Linked DNA regions of Mus musculus: region 2 is linked to region 1. The links are chromatin contacts, called in public promoter capture Hi-C maps. All regions are on one chromosome and are shown on one strand. The core of a region is the stretch at or near the end of the contact, and the rest is flanking DNA. Distances in the headings are between cores, read along the strand shown.

Region 1 (2,834 bases), core at 206-2,705:
GGTAGAGATTTGTGGGAGCTTTGCTAGGCTCTTCAGTTGCTTCTACTGAGGCATTTATCACCTCTCAGATTAGACTTCATAGCTTGAGTAACTCCTCTTCTTGCCACTAGGGACCAAAGGAGGGAGTCTAGATAGAGGTGGCTTCTTTGTCTCACGGTAATACTAGAACACACACAGGACAGGCATCTTTATTCAGCCCCATTGAGGGTGAGAGGGAAACCAGATTCAAGCCTTCCAGGGTATGTTAAAAAAAATAAAAAATAAAACAAAAACAAAACAAAACAAAACCAGAAAGGACTTGTCCGATTCCAGGAATTCTTGGCTGGAAGGGCTCTTGGTTTCAAATTTGCTTGAGTCTTTTCCTGACCAAGCTGCAGGTTGCTTTGCTCACTTCAACGGTATTGTTACATAAACAAGTAAGCTGTCTGCTTGCTACAGGCGGTCAGGTTTTCCATCCGAGGTTTGGCTAATCAGGATATATGGGCGGATACAAGCTTAGGATTCTTAAATCTCCTAAACCTCGCAGCTGTGTTCCCTGTTTCCACTAAACGCTAGAGTTTAAGATTTAGGGAATTATGCAAAACAGGCTTGCAGTGCCGGGTGGGGCTTAAGTGTGTGTGTATGGGGGCAGGGAGTGTCCCCCGCCCTCCAGTGTTGCCTGGTGCCCCCCCCCCTTTATTTGAGGGTAGAGTAGAACCCTTGAAAACGCAGGAGTAAATTCACAGGAGACTGAGCAAGTGGTTGAAGACATTGATCGGGCCTCAGCCCCAGGACTATGCTTTTTCTTAAAATAACTTTTTGAGAGTTGAGTGCAAAAATACGCGAACAGCACAGCCTCTGTGTGCGTTTATAGATAACTGCTTAATGCAGAGCTCCTTCACACATCTAGCCTACAAGACACTCAGCAGCTCACAGTCCAACCAGTCTTCCAAAATTCTACCATGGTGCATTAAAACCTAAAACTGTGCAAGGAAATGCCCTGCAATATATGCAATATACCTTGTAAAAAGTTGCCTATTGTAGTACAAGTACACCCTCTGCTTAGGCAGAATATTACCCCTCTTTCGATGCTAGAAAAATCCCCCCCCCAGCAGCTTTGTTTAGCACACTCAAAATTTTATTAAAAACAGTTTTCAAACGTAGCTTCATAAAACTAGACACCAGCAAACCTTGGTCGAGGGATGGAAAATAAATCGTATATCTTTAACCCGCAGAAGTTAAAGTCTTTTTTTTTTTTTTTTTTTTTTTTGTTAGCTAACAATGGAAACTTTTTTTTTAAGTGTTTCCCTCCCTCGGTTTGCCAAGCAATAGAAAAAAAAAAAAAAAAGAAGAAAAGAAAAACTTGTTCCGCTGAGTTCAACCCCAGACAGGCTCACAACTTCCTTCCTGCTTTCCTCCCCCAAGCCCCCGCCTCTCTGCCTCCTCCCTCAACCCCCAACTTTTTTTTTTTTTTTTAAATCTTACATTGAACAAACACTGAAGTAGCAGGGAGCAGACGCTGACAGCGGTAGTGTCTCCAACCAAGCACAGAGCAACGCAGGGTCGGCCTGGCGGTGTCCCCTCCGGGATCGCCTAGTCCCTGCGCCGGTACATTCAGCTTCGTTGCACCCCACTTTTTCCGTCTTCCATAAGTTGTTGCGGAAACCCTTTGGGAGCTTTTTTATTTTTTTAAAAAAACTTTAAGCCACTTGGTCTGTACGAGCCCGGAGTCCCCGGGGCATGTCGCCTGCACGGGACCTGGAAGTCTGAGCAATTGCAGGTAAGCGTGGCGGCTCCTTCCTGGCCCTCGTCTCTGAACCCTCTTTCCGCTCCATCTGTGCTGGGGTTCCTCTGGGTGTTCCGGGGTCCGAGCACAGCACGGAGGTGAGGGCTAGAACGACGGAGAAGGGAGGCTGATTTGGGACGGTAGCGTGGCGTGGCCTTGGGGGCAGAGGAGGCGATTCGACTTTCCCATCGCCTTCCGGGCCGCTGCGCCGCCACCACCTCCCCGGCGCGCTGCGGGCGTCTGGGGCTCGGCTTGCCCGGCGGCTCCCCTGGCGCCAGGCGAGGCTGCCCGGGATGCGCGAGGCCCTGCCCTCGGCCGGCCGCGCTGCTCCGGGGCTTAGCTTGCGGGACCCCGAAGGGCTGCAAATTCTCAGGCCTGCACAATTAGAAGGCCTCCGGGCTGCAACTGTGCAAGCAAGCCCAGAGTTCCTCCGAGGGGTGTGGGTCCCGGAGGGGGCAGCTGGGTCCTCGCTAACAGGATGCGCGCAGGGCTGAGTAGCTGCGGACATGCATCCCCTCTCCCAAACACACACACACACACACACACACACACACACACACACACACTCGCTGCAGGGTCTGAGGGGACAGTAGGGAGCCACCAGGATTGATTCCAGTGCTGGATACTGCAGAGTTTGCTCCCTGGCGCGCACGCGTGCCCACATTCACAAAACACACTTGTTTGGAGACAGACAGACATCAAGGCTAGTGCTGAAAAGTGCCTGGACTGCCCCACCCCCACCCACCCCCGCGCTCTTCCCGGCCTTTCATAGGCCGAGAGGCATAGCCCCAGACCAGGATCAGAAAGAAAACGGTGGGCACACAAGTCCCCTTCCAGGTCTCGGCTCCAGCAGCGGTTTGGGGAAGGCAGGTCCGGGTCAGGTTCCCTGTGACTTGGCCTCTGATGTCCTGAGAGGGTGGAGCAGGGTTGCCTGTCATCCTCGATAGCCGGTGTTTGCTCTGGCCAAGGAAACCTGGCCAGTCTCGAGGAGGGAACCAGCGAGTTGCACCTCCTCCCTCGGCCATCCGCGTGGCTACCGAGACTAATTTCAGAATTTGGGATTCTAGGT
Region 2 (2,834 bases), core at 163-2,662, 2.2 Mb after region 1:
CTAAGTAAAGACTACCAACTGAGCTATACCCCCGCTAGTCTCTGGTACTTTCAGACTAGACTCAGTAACAAAAGCAGCCTGGGGGAACCAAGAGGATAGAAGCAGGGTATGAATGTCCATTGTCCTAACAGGAATCTAGAAGTTTAGACTTCCTCTCAGTTCCTGGGAAAAGTCAAGTGAGGGTCCCATGGGCATCCACTGGCGATTGAAACCACAAGGGAACGGGAAGGGCTTAAGGGCAGAGACTCTGAGGGTTAGGACAGGAGTATCTAGGAGTTGAGCAGAGGTTTCCGGGTGAGGACTCTAGGTCAGCAAAATAATGAGTAACAGAATCATTGGAGCCCATCGATTCTTTAAGCTACCCTTCAGTTCTTTAAGTTAAAGAGTCCTCTAACTGCACTTTGAGAGCCAGACAAAACCCACGCTGGATAAATACATGTACTTGCATTTACAAGTGCCACATGTACTTGTGACCACCTTTGTCAGCCAGAGCCAGGCTGTGCCCACCCCTTGCCCCCACCCACCCAGCAGTCCCGAGTCTTCTATCCTACTCTGATATCCCCACCCCCACCCCTACTGCCGAGCAGTGTCTCCACCCTCACTCAGATCACCACTAGAGTCCAGTAAAAGTTTCACCCCAGCGGCCCTGTGTCCCTGCGGCTTTGTGAAGCCGAAGGCAGCCTCCAGGGCGTGTCCACTAATGGGATTTGGGGTCCTGTCCTGCGAAGCGCTCTGCGCGCAGCTTGGGGCAGGTCCACTGGCTGGGCCTCAGTCTGCATAGGGAGTCCCCTTAGCAGCAATCGCGGAGCACTACTAAGCAGGGACTACCGAGCCGGGGAGCCAGGGACTTGCAGCCTCCCGGAACCCCGAGTGCCCTTCCAGGCCCTGCCGGCCCTGCCTGTTCCCCTCGCGCTTCCTACCGTGGGCCGCTTCCATTCGATGCCCCGAGTTTTGCTGGAGTAGGGCCCCAACTCCTTATAGCCCAAGGATGACGGCAGGGCGGGGAAGGAAGGATCCTGGAAGAGCGCCCCGGCCTCCAGGCACTCGTTCCGCAGCGTCTCGTAGTCCTGGTTGAGGTACTTGATGGCTCTCTCATGCGACCCCAGCCCCTCGGCCGCTTCGCGGTCCTTGGCCAGCTTTATCGCGATGCCCGCCATGGTAGCGATCCGGTTGGCGCACTGCACGGAGAAAGGGGTCGCGGAGAGGCGGGGCACGGCACTCGGCTGGGGCGCGGCCGGGCCCGGGGCGCTGCAGCGGACTGCGGGAGCCGCTGCTGCGGGGATGATTCACCGGCGGGAAGCGCCTGGGCCGTGCGCGGGGTGTGGCCTCCGCCTCCCCAGGCCTGCTCGGCGCCGGGCTCCGGACGCGGCTCGCCGGCGACCTGCACAGTGCCAGCCCGACCGTGAGGACTACGGGGCCGATGCTGCCACCTTCGGACGGCTCTCGGGATGGCGCGGCCCGGTGGGGAGGGCGAGCGGGGGGTGTTGGGGGGACGACAATCGCAAGTTGGGGAGCGAAGTTGTCAAACCCCAGCCATTGGGGAGTAAGGCTGGGCGAAACTCAGCAATGACTGTCCAGAAAACATCGGATGAGTCAGGAGCGGATGAGGGAGGGAGCGCGGCGACTAAGCCAGTTGCCACTCATTGGGCTCAGGATCGAAAGAGAGCTCTGCAGGCTCTGGGCACACATGTTACCTACCACCCCCAAATTTGTGAGAAATGGCTACTGGTGTGTCCATCTTACAGATGAGAAACTGAGCTCCAAAGAAGTTCAAAGATGTAACCCCTACAAATTAAAGCAAGACAGGAATTTTAGGGTCCCAGGGCCTCTGCAGTTACTTATTTGTGCATAAGTAGGGCTGTACAATTTGACAAAAACAAAAAACAAAAAAACAAAAAAACAAAACAAAACAATCCATGCTTGTTAAATCTAAATTTCAAGAAAAGGGGCTGGGGGATTGTGTGGTTTTAGCATACGTAGCCCTCAAATATCACCCGAGGCAAACCTGTGTTAGAATAATAATGTGATGCTTATCTAAAACTCAGATTTACCTGGGATGATTTATTGAGTTGCTGCTGGGACACCATTTAGAACAGAGCCCCTGTTGGTGGCCTGTACCACCGCTCTGTCCAATGAAAGTTTTCGCTGCCACTCACACACACAGAACTGGGCGGGCTTGTGCTATGAATGGTTTAAAGCACGGGTTCTCAACTGGAAGCAACCCGCACGCACCAATGTGACCCTAAAGGTTTTTGACCCTAACTGCAGACTTTCCTCATATTGTCACAACTGGGACAAAGGAGGCTCCTGGCCTCTACTGGGTGGAAGCCAGGTGCTACTAAAGGATGGTCGGGCGGAGGGCATCCCTCTACAGAGAGAACAGGAAGAAAAGTGCAGTCTGAAAGATCTCTGTGCCAGGCTGAGAAACCCTGGTTTGAACCTCATCTTGGTTCAGCATTGATGGTTTCTGAGATAGTTTGTAACTCTGTCAGTTGCAGGAAATTGTAGCAACTTGAAATATCAGTGATATGCAAATGACTGTTCCTGGAAGAATCAAAGTGTCTGTCTCCCTGTGGCAAAGCCAGGGCTTGTCTGTTGATACTGCTACCTCACTATTCTCTCCTGGGCATGGCAGGTGTCTGGGATCTTCCCCCACTTCCCTTTTGAATCCTGAGCCCAGAAAAAATCAGGGTGGGGCCAAAGGAAATCAGATGGTGGGAAAAAATGAACAGCTTCCGGAAAAGAGCCATGAAGCTTAGAAACCACCATGCTGCAAACAAATGCTGGCTGTCGAGCATGGTAGCCCATGTCTTTAAATCCCAACACTTAACATG

Evidence for each region. Promoter capture Hi-C pulls out the DNA fragments that hold promoters and counts their contacts.
Region 2: a promoter capture Hi-C map of pre-B cells shows a contact between it and region 1, with 2.4 times the contacts expected there. The contact joins the promoter of Capn2 here to the promoter of Itpkb in region 1. A contact is called at or near these places in 2 of 39 promoter capture datasets (hippocampal neurons and pre-B cells).

The regions. Positions count from the first base shown.
Region 1 is chr1:180,329,021-180,331,854 of GRCm38.p6, forward strand. Itpkb (inositol 1,4,5-trisphosphate 3-kinase B) reads left to right here and starts at 1,456. Exons shown (of 8, transcript NM_001081175.1): 1 at 1,456-1,759. It also overlaps the pseudogene Gm5069.
Region 2 is chr1:182,516,198-182,519,031 of GRCm38.p6, forward strand. It overlaps Capn2 (calpain 2), which reads right to left and starts at 1,413. Exons shown (of 21, transcript NM_009794.4): 1 at 921-1,413. The coding sequence starts at 1,157.